Linked DNA regions of Rattus norvegicus: region 1 is linked to region 2. Evidence: chromatin contacts called from public Hi-C data. All regions are on one chromosome and are shown on one strand. Each heading gives the region's core, a stretch centred on a gene start, on an enhancer-like site or on the middle of the called end of the contact. The rest is flanking DNA. Distances are from core to core; before and after follow the strand shown.

The links. A called contact is a pair of places that touch in the nucleus more often than the background predicts.
Region 1: a Hi-C map of psoas muscle shows a contact between it and region 2, with 1.6 times the contacts expected there. The contact joins the promoter of Rreb1 here to the enhancer-like site in region 2. A contact is called at or near these places in 2 of 12 Hi-C or Micro-C datasets (liver and psoas muscle).

Annotation. Positions count from the first base shown.
Region 1 is chr17:27,206,715-27,214,234 of GRCr8, reverse strand. It overlaps Rreb1 (ras responsive element binding protein 1), which reads left to right and starts at 6,174. Exons shown (of 12, transcript NM_001107348.2): 1 at 6,174-6,491.
Region 2 is chr17:27,148,360-27,155,710 of GRCr8, reverse strand. The region is part of intron 1 of Rreb1 (ras responsive element binding protein 1); the gene reads left to right. Among named protein-coding and RNA genes, the nearest start is that of Rreb1, 56 kb to the left of the region's middle. Within about 2 kb of position 3,535, at least 6 of the 93 cell types and tissues checked have an H3K27ac peak or open chromatin away from gene starts, as enhancers often do. A contact at or near this core is called in liver, where this site is marked.

The sequences.
Region 1 (7,520 bases), core at 4,925-7,424, 56 kb before region 2:
AGCGCTCTACCACTGAGCTAAATCCCCAGCCCCTTCTTTTTTTTTTTAAGAGAGGGTCTCACTGTGTAGACCTGGAAGTCACTCTATAAACCAGGCTACTCTCAAACTCACAGAGATCTGCCTGTATCTGCCTTAATTGCTGGAATTAGAAATGTATGCACTTTGCCTACCCTTCCCCCTCCCCAACCCCAGTAAAATTCTTGTTGAAACAACTGCACACACATCAACGACCCTTATGCAAAACTCCAGTCAACAGTATTTTATTGAGATTATACAAGGCAATCAAATGACTTTTTTAAAAAAAAAATTAGCCGTCTGTTTAGCTCTCAGTTGGCTAACAGCAGCAATAGGAATGACTATAGTGTCCCTTGGGTCAGATGTCTGGTCCGCATCCCGGTTCTCCTATCAGTTTTATGCTACTGAGCAGTGGAGCGATGCCACTGTTCGACCTGTGAAACAGGCATGTCGATAGCACCCACCTGGCCAGCGCATAAAGGGGATGGAGCAAGATCTTAGCTAGAAGCTCGACCTTGGAGCAGCACCTGGCACTGACTGAGTGTCCAGTAAGTGGTAGCTGCTATCTTGAGGGTTGCCCTTTTCCTTTCTCTTCCTTCTCAGCAGAGCTCCCAGCCTTCACTTCCTTCTCTCCTTAACCCCTTACTCCCTAACCCTTGTCTTCACGCCCTAGTCTGTCTTGTTTCTCAGAGCCTGCTCTTTCTCAGTTACTAGCCTCGATGGCTCTGGTTTAGGGTTGACAGCCATTGTTTCCCTTAGAAGCTTCCACTGCCTCAACTGGTTAGAGAAAAAGGGGAGGGCCTTCTTGTTGCCCCCACTTCCTGCTCCCAATTTCAGGCATGTCACCCCCACCCTCTTCAATCTGCTTACCTTCTACTGTCTCTCCAGGCCTTTGTGCTGAGCCCAGCTCCCCATCTTTTCCCATGCATACCTTCCCTAAAATTCATGGCACTAGTGAGCTGACTCTACCCCTCCCTTAGTCACAGTCGAGGACCAACTCTAACAGATTCTGCCTGCTCCCCTCTCCCCTCCTGTCTTTGCATTGTTTCTGTCCAGTTCCCGCAGGGACACAGGTGACCTTAACATGGCTGAAGTGATCTTCCTTCTTTAACATCACACTTCTTGGTTAAAGCTCTACATTTTCTTTCACCAGCTCTCCCCCATACTCAGTCAGTCTGTTTCTATCCATTCTACAGCTTATTTTTTTTCCTTCTTTCTTCTTTCTTGAGACAGGTACTCACTATATAGCCCTCCCTTGAACTCAACAACCCTCATGCTGTAACCTCTGAGGATCCCACGAATGCTCCAGCCACCATGCCCAGCTAGTGGCCTAATGTCTTGGATCAGTTTTCTCCCCTCTACCTCAGCAACCGTGCCTGACTGAGTTCTTACTCTCTCTGAGGTGAACTCTCCCACTAACTCTTAATGAGTCTTCCTGTCTCGTCTTGTCATCTTCCAGACCATTCTCCACAGTACCATGAGGGAAGCTGGCTGCCCTCCTCTCTATGCTCTTTCTTGGATGAAGTCCAAGTTTGCTTAGTGGTTTGCAGGGCCCCCTGGCTGCTGCTCCAGCCCCATCTTTCAGCCTCCTCCCCCCTCCCTCCCAAGCTGCTGTCACCAAGGGAGGTATTTGAAGTTCAGGAGGTTGACCTTGTGTTATGGCTCTGTCTGTGCCCTTGTGCTGGCTGCTCCCAGACTTCTCTGTCTGGTGTGCCCCGGCTCCTCCTCTCTGCCTGGGAGACACCTACATGTCTCTTGAGAGGCAGGAGATGATGCCACCTCATCCAGGCAGCCTTCCCCAGTGCCCACATCCCTTCCTTCATTATCCATTGGAAGGCAGAGCCCTATTTCCCACTCATTCATTCCCATTCTCAGTGCCACCTACTCCATTACCTTCTATCTCAAATAGGCTCCCACCTCCAGAGCTTCCCCACCCTCCTCGTTTTGTTTTTCTCTTATTCACCTCAGACACAAGCTTGGTGGTGATTTCTCCATCTCCACATCCCTCCTTTCTACAATCTCCTCACCACTATTAGAGGTTTTCCTGACAGGTCTTTTTTTTTTTTTCCTTTTCTCTAAGAGATTCCCTCTGCTCCCCACCTTGGGTACCCAAGGTTTTTCATGGATGTTACTGAAAAATTCTATGTGTGTAATCTCACTTATTTAACTAAGCCCCATCACCTTCAATTCCTGTTTTAATCCATCCATCCTAGAACCTTTACTATCAGGACAACAGGACAAGGCTCATTATGTGCTGCAATACTGCTTTTATCTCTGCTGCGTGCGTGCGTGCGTGCGTGCGTGCGTGTGTGTGTGTGTGTGTGTGTGTAATTTATTTCAACTGATTGCTCTTTTTGTGGGCTTTTGCTGTGTATGTGTCTATGTGTATGTTCTGCTATGCTGATACCCTCAGAAGCCAGAAGAGGGCATCAGTTCTCCTGGTGCCAGAGTTATAAACAGTTGTGAGCTACCTGATGTGGGTGCTGAAATCTGGTCTTCTGGAAGAGCAGCTAATGCTCTTAAACACTGAGCCATCTCTCCATCTCCCCAATTTTGTTTATTTGTCTGTCTGTTTTGAGATAGGGCCTATATAGATAGCGCTAGCTGTCTTTGAACTTGTAGTAATAATTTCACCTCTGCCTTTGAGCACGAGGATTAAAAGTGTGTACCATCACGACTGGCTAACTTCCACTTGTTTAGTGTGTGTGTGCGTGCGTGTGTGCGTGTGTGCGTGTGTGTGTGTGTGTGTGTGTGTGTGTGTCTTCACATATGTACAGGCATGAATGCATATGCTTCGGTGCAAAGACTTTGATGCACAGGTGGAGGCCAGAGGATAATTTTGTGGAGTGGTTCTCTCCCTCCACTGTGGAGGTTCTGATCCATCTCAACAACCTTCAAATTCTTATTTACCTTCTAAACTATTATGATTAATCCTGCAATACATATATTTTCATTTTTTAGTATATGATTTAGTAACATTGCTGGATCCTATGGTCACTATGTTTTTTTTAAAGATTTTATTTATTATATATAAGTACACTGTTGCTGTCTTCATACAACAGAAGAGGGCATCGGATCCCATTACAGGTGGTTGTGAGCCACCATGTGGTTGCTGGGATTTGAACTTTGGACCTCTGGAAGAGCAGTTCATGCTCTTAACCACTGAGCCATCTCTCCAGCCCCATCACTATGTTTTAATGAGCTGCCATGATAGTTTTCATAATGGCTGCACCATTTTCCGTTCTCCAACTTCCTCGCCAACATTTACTTATTGGACGACTTTTTGGTTAGTGCCATTTTAGTGGCTGTGAAATAGCATCTCATCGTGGGTGATAACCCTAGTCTTCCTTTTTTATTAGGTGTTTGGTAAATATTTGTTGTATAAAGAATATTAACATTTGAACAAACCTTTGAACAGGAGCTTTGACTTGCAAGTTTATTAATTAGCTGGGAATGAGCAATCATTAGACGCTAATTCTTTTTAATAGCTTATTGTGTTTTGCTTTGGTTTGAGATAGGTTCTTACAATATAGCCCAGGCTGGCCTGGAACTCATGGAGTATTGGGATTACAGGCATGAGCTACTAAGCCCCAATTAGAATAATAATAATAAAAATCTCAAGGTGACTTTCTTCTATTGCCAGAATTATCTATAGTATAAAAATGGTGGCGACTTACCATGAGAATCCATGGCACTTTGGACATCTGAAAGTATTTTACAGAATAAACTAAATGGCAAGTAAAACTCCAACTTTGATATTGTTGCTGTTCCTGGTCCAGCTTGATGTCCTAAACTTATAATCCCAGCACCTGGGCAGTGAAGACAGAAGGATGAGTCTAGCTAGCCTGGTCTACAAGAGCCAGTGTCAGACAAAATACCATGAAACAAACACCAAGAGACAAGTAAGCAGGTAGCATTTTCAGAGTGCCCATTCTGACCCTCCTGTTTGGACAGCTTATACATTGGAAGCCCAAGAGTAAGAATTTCTGGTATGGCCATGTAAACTATTGTTTTAAAACCAGCCCATCACCTCCTCAGCAGACAAGTCCTCAGGACAATGTTTGATAACATTTGAGAGACAGGATCGAGGTGGTAGGAGGCATAGAGGAGTGGAGCTAGCTGCTGGGTGTGGCGCACACACCTTTAATCCTTTTTTTTAACACCTGGGAGGCAGAAGCAGGTAGATTTCTGTGAGTTCTGGGCCAGCCTAGTCTACGTGAGTTCCAGGATAGCCAGAGCTACAGAGTGAGATCCTGTCTCAAAAAACAAAACCAAAAAGAAAAAGAAAAGAAAAAAGAAAGAAAGGCGGTAATGCTAAGGCTGGTGGCGTACTTGCTAGCAAATAACAAACAGGGAACAATGATTCTAGGGTCATACGCTCAAGGTCATCCTCAGCTAATGAGTTCAAGGCCAGCCTGGATACTTTGGGGGGGGGAGGAGAGGGGGGGGGAATGCCACTGCTAAAAATTTCACCAGATAGAGTTTTGCTCAGTAAACAGGAGACCCTGGGAAAAGTAACAGGTTCTGAAAACTTATTTTTGATGACTGGAAGTCAAACAGTTCCCTCCCAGCCTGTGGTTTAGCCTACTTATCTCAAGTCAGGGGTAATGGTCCAACTGCTTTTCTTTAGTTCTAGAAAATTCTCTCTTGGCTAGGCTTCATTTGTTCATTCAATCCCCAGATAGACACTTCTGTTGTCAGTCCCCAAACTAGAATACATTAGAAGGAAGGTTTCAAATTAAAGCCCATAATGAGCTTTACAACTGTAGGGTGTTCAGGCATTCCAAGAGGAGACCGTGGGGTGGAGCCAGGGCAAAGGTCATAGCAAATAGCGTGTAGCAAGCTTTCTGCATGTATAACATCAACTAAGTAGTCTCGAATGCGTAATTCTACAGTCCTATTTTCTGTGCTTTTATCTTCAGAATTGGTGTGTGTGTGTGTGTGTGTGTGTGTGTGTGTGTGTGTGTGTGTGTGTGTGTGTGTGTGTAGGTAACTATTCAAAAGATGTATCCAAAACTGAGAACAAGTCCCTTTTGGAACCTAAGTAGAAACCGGCTTACTGGTTGGAAACATGTCAGCTGCTTTATGGAGGAAGCACAGCTGAGGCCTGGTTTCCCTGGGCTCTGTGATAACTTGGGCCAAGGCACCGTGCTGGCTTCAGGAGCCCCGGGGATGGAGAGAAATTCGCAGGAGGACCCGCGCTTTTCACAGTTGAAACAGGAGCCCTCTGAGAGAAAGAGATATTGCATGTGGCTTCCCTGACGCCTTGAAGGGAGACGTGGATGACACAGCACCAGCCATTCCGTCGCGGGGTGGGGACAAGGTGGCGGTAGACGCCATCCTTAGGCCCCTCGCGGGCAGGCAGCCTCTGCTGAAGCATCATGTGTAGAGTGGGAGAGAAGGCAACGTGATAAAAGTCTAGGGCCCTTAGGTTTGTTAGAAGAGAAGCACACTCCTAAGTCGCTGCGCTGGTGGGAAGGACCAACTTGGGAAAGAAACTGCAAGAGGTTGGGGGCGGGGTGAAGCGCCTGCTCTTTAATCTCCGGCCCCATCCTCTACTCGCCCCACCTGGATGCAGGGCGAGGACCGCGTACAGAAGGAACTGTGCGGTTGAGACACCGCTTTCAGATTCAGGGGAGCGGCGCTTGATCTGGGGTCCACCGTCACCACACCACCCTCTCTCGGGCCTCCCAGGCGTCCCCCCAAGCTCCTCTCCGCATCTCTGCCTCTGTTAAAATAGTGAAACAAACCCTGTTGTAAAGTGATGGAAAGCCGCGGGCTGAGAGCCACTGGCCGTGAGGGGCTGGAGAGGAGGGGGCGCGGTGGCTGGAGATAGTGGCCACCAGTGAGCGCTGGGTGGGTTGGAATTGCGCTCAGCTGTAGCGGCCGAGACCCTTCCCCTCCGGCTGCCGGGCCCGCCCCTGGCCCCGGGCGCCTTAGGAGGGCGTGGGGCAAACTTGGGGCTGCTGTAGGGGGTGAGGTGAGGACTCCACCTCCACTCATCCCAGGATAGTGGCAACTGCGGTTGCCTAGTTAAAACTGGGGTGGGGGTGACGACAGAGACAGCCGGGTACCGCGGTCCTCTCGACTCCCCCAGCTCGTTCTGCCGCGGCTGCTGCGGCAGCTCTGTAACACGTCCCTAGGAGACTCGCAGGAGCAACACGTGATGTGTCTACTTATCAGGGTGAGAGGGGGAGAGCGAGTCTCCGAGCGTGCGGGTGAGGAAGCGGGGCGGGGGGCCGAGGCGGGGGCCGGGAAGACGGCTAGGGCAACGGGGTCGCCAGCTCCTCGCCCACCTCCCTCCCTATGGGAGAAGAGGAGGAGGGGAAGTGACTGCGGAGTTGATGAACTTTGCACATCCAGAAACGCCATTTTGATTCCTTTTCCGGAACAAGTTTGCATGTCTCCTCGTTCTCAGCCCGAAGCCCACCGGTCCCCACCGCATCATGCCTGGGAGCCCAGCACCCTGCCGGGCCGTAAGTACGCGTCCCGGGTCCCCGCTTGCGGTACTCTGGTGGCTGCGAGATGCCCGGAGCATTGCCGGAGCGACCTTTTAAAGAACTTTTTGGGGATGGGGAGGGTGAAGTGTGCAGAGCGCGGTGTACTTCTGAAACTCGGCGTTTGGCAGAAAGGACCCGCGCACCCCACGCCTGGCAGCATGCGCTCGGTTGGGGCTGTGGGGTAGGGGAGCCGGGATGAGCTGGGCAGCCCTCTCCCCTCCGGCTGCGCGCCCGGCCGCTCCTCCTCCTCCTCCTCCCCTTCCTCCGCTCCTTTCCCCTTCCCGAGCTGCCGGCTCTGCCAACCAGCTCCTAGCGCGAGCCGCCGCTGCGCCCCGCCAGCAGGACCTGATGCGCATCCATATTAGCCGTCCGAGCGCAGGAATCCGGCCCGACCCGCGCCGCCGAGTTTATTTTTAACCAGCCCTGCCGGGACTCGGATGGTACGCGCACCGCGGGCCAGAAACATCTTCCCAGCGCTGCTCTCCATCTTCCGCCCTCTCTCCCCCGACATCCTCCCCCCCATGTGGGAGGGGAAACTTTTCTCCTACATACTTTCTAGTCCCTCTCGGGTCGGGAAGCACGGAGATGACCGAGCCAGTCCGCCGCCGCAAGGTATCCGGGGGTGCCCACCCGGGGTGCAGGCACGGGGGCCGTGCGTTCGGGGCTGCTCGGTGGGAGCATCCGCCGCGCCCTGCTCTGCGGACTTTGATCCTCCCGGGCGGACGGCGCCGGCCGGGAGGGGCGGCAGGCAGCCCCGCGCCCTCTGCGGGCTCCCGGCTGGCGGCGGGGCTCTGAGCGACCACCGTCGCTGGGGAGGAGGGGAAGCGGCGACCCGGGCCGCGCCGACGCGTATTGTTGGTGACTCTGAGGCTGGCTGGGTACGAGCTTTGGGGGAGCCCCCGGCGTGGGGCGAGCCTGCATCGCGGAGGGGGGGCTCGCGCCCGGCGCCGTCACGAGCACAGGAAGGAGGCCGGGAGCATCCGAGGCGGGGCCGGCGCCCGCCCC
Region 2 (7,351 bases), core at 2,286-4,785:
ATGGCAAACTGTGAAAGGAAGATAAAGAGAGTGGGGATGTTTTGAACAACAGGAGAGCGACTTTATCACATGCTTGGTTTATGATTATATTTTGGAGAACTCTGCTTGAGATGTAGGTCTGTGTTCCACACACACATGTGAAAGCAATTCCATGTCTTTTTGATTGAGAATGTGCAAATCATTTCCTACTTATGTAAATAGGCATCAGCTTGGTCATCCAAATCTGTGTGCCAGGGACATAAAGCTAAGGTATCTGTCTCTTGGAATTGTCCAGCCATTCAGCCATGTCCAAATGTCTGGAACCCTCCTTGGGTCTCTGAGTGGCACTGGGGCCAGGGCATCCCTTTCCTTTTAGCTGTGGGTCTAGTGTTGGCCAAGTGATTATATATGAGAGGGAGTTCAAGGAAGGGACCTGTCTGTCTCTCTAGGGTTATCTTCCCCTTTCATTTTCTTTGTGTACTTTGTAACACTTGGTGGGAATTCGGTTCTTTGTAAAGGAGCTGTCTGTTTAGGGTGGGGCCTGTAAGATGTGAATTGGCATTTAGAAGCCTGGGCATGTTCAACACCTGGTAGGGTAGGAGATCAGCGTAAAGCAAATGAGCCTGTGTACTTCAGTGACACAGGCTTCTTTCAGAGGCCTCAGGAGCGGAGGGCAGCTCTTCACAGCAGTAAAACCAAACCTAATCCTGCAAGCCCCACCCCTAGCAGTACAGTTGCCATGAGCTAATCATCCTTCCAACGGTCAAGGCCAGGGCAGTCAGGACCAGAGCCTCAGACTTCCTTCAGTACTGCATTAAATCCTAGCCTGATGCTGGTCCAGACTAGCCTCTCAGTACTCAGTATACGACTCGATTTCCTGACTCATAATACTCACCAACCACTTGTATATCAGAGTATTTATTTGCCTTCACATGTACAGTGGTGAACTCTTTTCTTAAAGGGAAAATTGGGGAGATGAGGGGAGGAAAGACCACCTGTTCTGTGCACAGAGAGCAGCCCATCAGGTCCCTGGGAGCTTGGGCACGTCACTTCCCCGGCACAGTCATTCTCAGCTGACAGTTGGTAATGTCTGATTACCCACTGTGAAATTTTGACCACAGCTGACCACTTTTCCAATGGGCAATTGAAAGATGTGTGACTCTCCCCATTCCATTGCCTTCTAGAAGGGACCAGGGAAGGAGCAATTCAAACAGCAGTTTTATCTTTCCCAAAATCATTTCGGTTTTCCAAGGAGTATCGCCCTGCAACTGCCCTGAATTCTGGGAATGTGCAGCCCCTTGCCCTGGGCTTGCTTAGCTTGCACTCCTGCAAGGAAGACTGGAGATTCCTGATTCGGCTGCACCTTTCCCCAGCGTATCAAAAAGGCCAGTCTGAGACCTCGGGGCTCATGAAAGAATTGCAGGATATTGCCCAAAACCCTGCAAACTGCTACTGAACTTTACCCCAGCTTTTCCCCAAGCTGTAAATGTAACAGGATACTCAGTTCTATTTCAGAGAAGTACCCAGAACAGCCAGATCACTGCAGTCCAGTTGCAGACCAGGCACGTAGCTGGGTGTCAGCAGCTGGGTGTCAGTGGCACCAGGTTCAGGCACGGCAGTTGGAAGAGAAGGGCTGTGCCAGGGAATACAAGGAAGAAGCAGCCATGCGCTGTCCTTGTGGGTGTGTGTTCTTTCTTGGTTTAGCAAATGTGGAGCTGAGAGGCTTTGTTTCGGCAGTCCACAAAGCCAGGGTTGGTTTTATTTCCTCCCTGCCGTGCAGCGCCCTGAGAATCAACAGCTGTTTGCTCTTTGCTGTCAGTGGAATTACATTTGTGATAAGCCAACTTCCATATTTTTAATTGTCTGGCTTGTGGGATGAGACTGGATCTTTTTTTAACCAAAGATCATTACACCAGGCTGCTCTCAGAGCTTTGCCAATATAATAAGAGAGGCTGGTAGGCAACTAGAGGTAGACAGACTCAGAGCCAGAGGGAGAGGGGCAGGGGTAACCAGAATGTTGGGTGAAGTGTAATATCATTAGCTCAGACTGGGGGAGTGGGTATTACTGTTCCCATATATTTTAACACTCCCACCTCACTCTCAGATAGGAGAACTGAGGCTCAGAACTATGTAATCCATCAGTCAAAAGAACCATAGTCTGATCAGATTTTTAAAAATTATCTTCTTAATATTTGTGTGTCTAGTTGGTTACCTACTCTATTTGAATATTCGCAGATGAAGCAAGCTTATGATTGACCTTATGGGCTTCATTCCATCCAATGGCTGTTGTCTTTCAAATCCCTGGTTTAAGGTTGGCAAGATGGCTCAGCAAATACAGGTGCTTGCCTCCAAGCATGAAAACCTGAGTTTGATTCCAGAAGCTCACGACTGACAGAGAGCCAGCTGCCTTCTGGCCTCCCTACACAGTAAAATATACATGTGTTTGCTTCTTCTAAAATCCCAAACAGAGCTAGCCAGTCCACTGGTCAGCTTCCTGCTTTCAGGTTCCTGTCCTGCTAGCCTTCAGTGATGAGCTGTTACCCAGAACCATAGGATGAAGTACCCTCCACCCAGCAAACAAAGCCCTGGTTTGAAGAATCACCAGTCCCGGCACAGTGCCTTCCTCCACTCGTCCTGTTTGTCTGGGCGGGCCTGTGGGATGAATGCATGGGCCTTCCAGTCCTGCAGCGAGCGTCTGCAGGCAACTCTGGGTTTCGGGAAATTCTCTTACTTCTCAGTCTCTCTAGCTTCAGGCTCTTGTGTTTCTATGCCGTGGTTTCCCAGGCCTTCAACCGAAGGGTTTTCAGTGGTCTTTCTGGTGACTGGATAAGTACAAGAATCTTGGAGCCACAGAATCCCGGATGGAGACGTGGCACCATCCCACGAGAACAGTGGACCGTCCAGCAGATAATAGTCATTACTATATAGGATTTGCAGGGGGATTAAATACATATAAACTGCTTACTGCATTTCTGACATAGAGCTTTTGCCTCAGGATATGCCCCCAGCTGTTTTCTGGAAGTGTCATGTGTGAATACAAGCAGGTTTCTGGTATACTCTCCTAAGTTGAATCCTGTTTTCTGTGACTCATGGTCTTGTCTCTCCCAGTTTTAAATTCTACAGCAGGTATTCTGCAGAGGCCCCTCCCTAGACTTTCCTGTACCTGTTGTTTCCTGATAAGCCAGAACTGCTCTGGAGGTAGGGAAGGGTGGGAGTCAAGGTTAGTCTCCACCCTAAACCAGGTGACCATGCGCTACAGGTGTGCAAGGATGTTTGTCCCTCTCTTGCTCTCCTGTCCACACAGGCGTTCCTTGTACAGGTGCAGACCACCTTGACTTCTTACCCCTGTTTTCCCTAGGCTGTTTGGTAGAGGAGGATACAGGCTGCTTCTAAGCTAGGCAAGAAAGTAATGGACTACAGGACCTAGTAGCCAAGCAGAAAAACAATGTTTAGGGAAAGTCTGGCCTGCCTGGGGAAAGGGCCAGGGACTCTCTTCTCACAGCCTGGTGCCAAGGGCCAACCGTGTTCCCCTCCCAGGGGAGGAGGGTGCTGGGTGACAAATGGCTGCCAGGTGGCAGCTGCATCTCAGCCTTGTGGATTTGGCAGTTGTTAGATACTGTCTGTAAGCTATGCTCGCTGGAGAAGAGCTGCAAGGATCGGACTCCGCTTCTTCAGTGCAGTGCGCTTCCAAGAGAGCCTGTGATGAGGGAAAATGCTGCCTCCCTCCTTCCCTTGGAGAAGGAAAGAGGTGTGGGAGGAAGAGTGACAACTGCGATGTGGTTCAGTCCGGCCAGCACCACAAGACTGTCTTTCCAGCAGTTCACATTTTGTTATGGTGCTGGGGATAGAACCCAGGGCCTAAGGGATGCTGAACAGGCATTGAGCTATGGAAGGAGTGTTCTCTCCTCGCTCTTCCTTCCACCCTCCCTCCTCCTCTAGGTCCTACAAAAAGGCATGCCTCAGTGGATCCTAAGCTAGTGTTAAAGCCATAGGAGGCAGTAGTCGGGCTCCCAGACTCTTCTCTCTTCCCCTCTGCCCTTTGCCGCACATTCCTTATTGCCCAGGAGTGGCAGAGAAAAAAGCACAGGGAGGTTGTCCAGGTCCACAGAAATCCTGGCCAAAGGGCTCCAGTCTCAAAGTGAATTTTCAAAGAGTAGCTTAGGCTTGAAGAACAGCATTTGCTAGAGAAGTGGCCTGTAGGGTCCAGGACTGCATGGTCACCCATGCGTTGCAGTCTAGGCCTACCCTGTCTGAAGCTTATATCCAAAATGTTTCTCCGAAGGGACCTAGAAACCAGGACTAGTGTAGATGACTTCCTTTTTGGCTTCTCATATTTAGTTGTAGTAAACACAAAGTTAGAAGTAGATTCTGCCTCTCTGCTTCAGTGCCTCCGTGTTTGTTCAGAGCTTTGATAAGCCAGTGGCTCTCACAAAGGTTGTTGGTGTAAATCCTGGGGTGTTTTGACCTTGTTATTGACCTTCATGAGCTGGTTCTCAGGGTTGACTAAATACACTCGACCAAGGATGGCTGCCAGGCCTCCCCACAGAGATGGAGGTTTAAAGTAGAGGCCGTGAGTTTTCATTCCTGGTGAAAGGCTAGGCTGTAGGTAACTGCCAGCTCAAAACTTTCAACTTGCACGATTTTAGATAGCTCATGGTGAAGTTAACACACGTTCAGTAGAATGCAGATTTGGGATTTGGGGTTTGGATCTTCTCTCTGATTAGCCCTGGTCCAATCCTTTCTCTCGATGCTGGTCAGATAGCTACAGTTTCCATTCACCCCTACAGTTCGGACTGGAGACAACTGATGTTCTACAGTGAGCTATGTATGTTACTGAGCTTGGGCGTTCAGTCGATCTACACCATGAAAGGCATTTTGAGCCATCTCTGGGTTTGTTGGAGTGGAGCTCCACATTAGATTGAGGAAGGAGCACCCGTGCCTTTTGAGGTAACAGTGTTCACATGTCAGCTGCAGTAACACTTCTTGTTGTCCTGATAAAAGCATTAGTAAGAGTTCCTTTAAATTATATTTGTCTGTTTGACCTGTGCTATCTAACTACTAGCCTCCATCTCCTTTTTTTTTAAAGAGATGTTTATTTTATGAGTATGTGTGAATGTATTGTATATGCAGATGCCCTTAGAGGCCTTAAAAGGCTACTGGATCCCTTGAACTAGAGTCACAAGTTGTTGTGAGCCCCGCTACCTTGGAACTAGAGTCACAGGTAGTTGTGAGCCCCGCTACCTGGGCACTGGGAACTGAACCAGGATCCTCTGCAAAGAGCAGTGAGTGCTGTCACCATTGAGCTATCTCTCCAGAACCTGCCCCCTCATTCTGATACACCCACCTGGTTGGTTTGTTAATTTGTCACAATTATCTGCCCTACAACCCAGGAATGTGGACTCCTCTTACCTAAGCCTATACACAGTTTCTGTGGAAGCAGACATAACCTGGAAGACTTGTGTTCTCCTGTTTATGGATGAGTTGGAATCAGCCATTCCATAGGACCGGACCATTAAATAATTGAGGTTGAGCAGTGAGACTTCCTTTTAGCCTCCCTAAACATGAAGGCCTGAGTCCCTTTGCACAGCAAGTGAATGTCTCTCCTCCTTTGAAGGCCAGACCTGCCTCATTCCTTTGAGCAAGGCCAGAGATGAGGAAGGGGAGCACTCCCTTTCCTTTCTTGCCCAGATACAGATGAAAAATGAAAGACCAGGCCTTGGGTGATTGAAAAAGCAGAAGTGATTCATGCTAACATTGAGGGAAAGCACAACTGCACCTGTGCTCCCAAGCCCTGCACCGGGAGTCACAGTTTGTCCAAGAGAAACTTAACAGAGTTCAGAAACATTGCATCAGCTTGTTCCCCCGTATACCAGTCACCTGTATTTCATGGGCAAATGATGTCTCTCCGCTAAGTAGTTGCTTCGTCTGCATAGCAAGGTTAATCCCCAGAGATAACACTGGATGGTGATGCTGCTTTTTAAAAAATTATTATTAAATATGATGGCAGAGTTAGATGTGTCTTACTGTTTGGAATGAAAAGGCCTGGATCCATGAGGATTAGGAGGTGCCATGCACGCTTAGGGGCAAGAAACTGAGTAGAGCGGTAGCCATGGGTACTGGTGGGTGACAAGGCCAGAGAGCTAACTTGGCCCAAAGCCTGGAGAGCTTCCGAGTGATGAGTTGAGGAGTGCTCATTTCCCGTGGTGTATTGAAAGAAGAGGAAGATCATGTATCTTTCTTCCATCCCCAGATGCCCATCTCCCTCACTGCTGTACGCCACGCTTGTGTCTTAAACCTGGTCTGTGCAAAGCAGGCAGGAGTACACGCCCAGTCTCTTAGCAGCCTATTTTTATTCAAAAGGAAGCAATACAGAGTTCTCTGTAGCCCCCACAGTGCTCAGTTAAGCAGGGGTTGATGCGGCCGCATGAAGCTTGAGCCTCCTTCATTTTTACCAAAGTCTGTGCCATTGGGGTGGGGCCTGGTGACTGTCATGCGTTGCCACCCTATCCAAGGCATAACCTAGCCCCTAAGCCAAGAAACACATCAACTTCCTGGAACTCAGAGCCACCATCTCTGCTCCTTCAGAGCACATACAAGGCTTTCCCGGTTAGCAGACACAGGTCTGCCTTGGGCTTGGGGGTGGGCAGACTCAAGTTGGTGGAACGTCTAGTCGGACTAGGTTCTGCCCAGCCCACCCTTTAGATGTTTTTGTGGCTTGTCAAGTGCTTCAGTCATTCTCATACCTGAACTTCTACTCTTTCTACTTTGCATGTTGTTCTGTATTGGCCTGGTCTGGTCAGGTCAGTTCTCTCTTCACACATCCTGATGAACCATCCCTTGTATTTGTGGCCATTATAGGGGCTGACGCTGTAACCGTTTTCAGTCAAGTAGTATAAAAGGCCAAGGCATCTCGACTTACACCATATGTCATGGCAGCCTGAGGACAGATTTTTTAGATTTCATCTTCAGGAGCTGGGATGCCACCGTTTACTTTAAACTATCTTCCTTTTACCTTTCACATCTCTTGCTATCTCCCTAGACCTGGAGACAGACTCCTTAATCTTCTTCTGACTTTACATAGCATTGTCCCTTATCTGGGGGGTTGGAGGTGGGGCCGGCCTCCCCCTGCCCTTTCTCCTCCCAGAAAGACCTCTGCCTTCTGTTAGATATCTTGCCTCTGACTTTGCACAAGACTTCTGGGAAGGAAATCCAGATATTCAGCTTCCCAGACCCACCCCCAAATGCTGCAGGAAGTCTTGTCACCTTTTCTAGGACAGAACTAGAAAAGGCATCCCCACCAATCCCCCCATTTTTCTGGGCTGGTGGTGATGGAGGTTAGGGGAATCTGAAGTTCCTTTTGAAAAACTGCCTT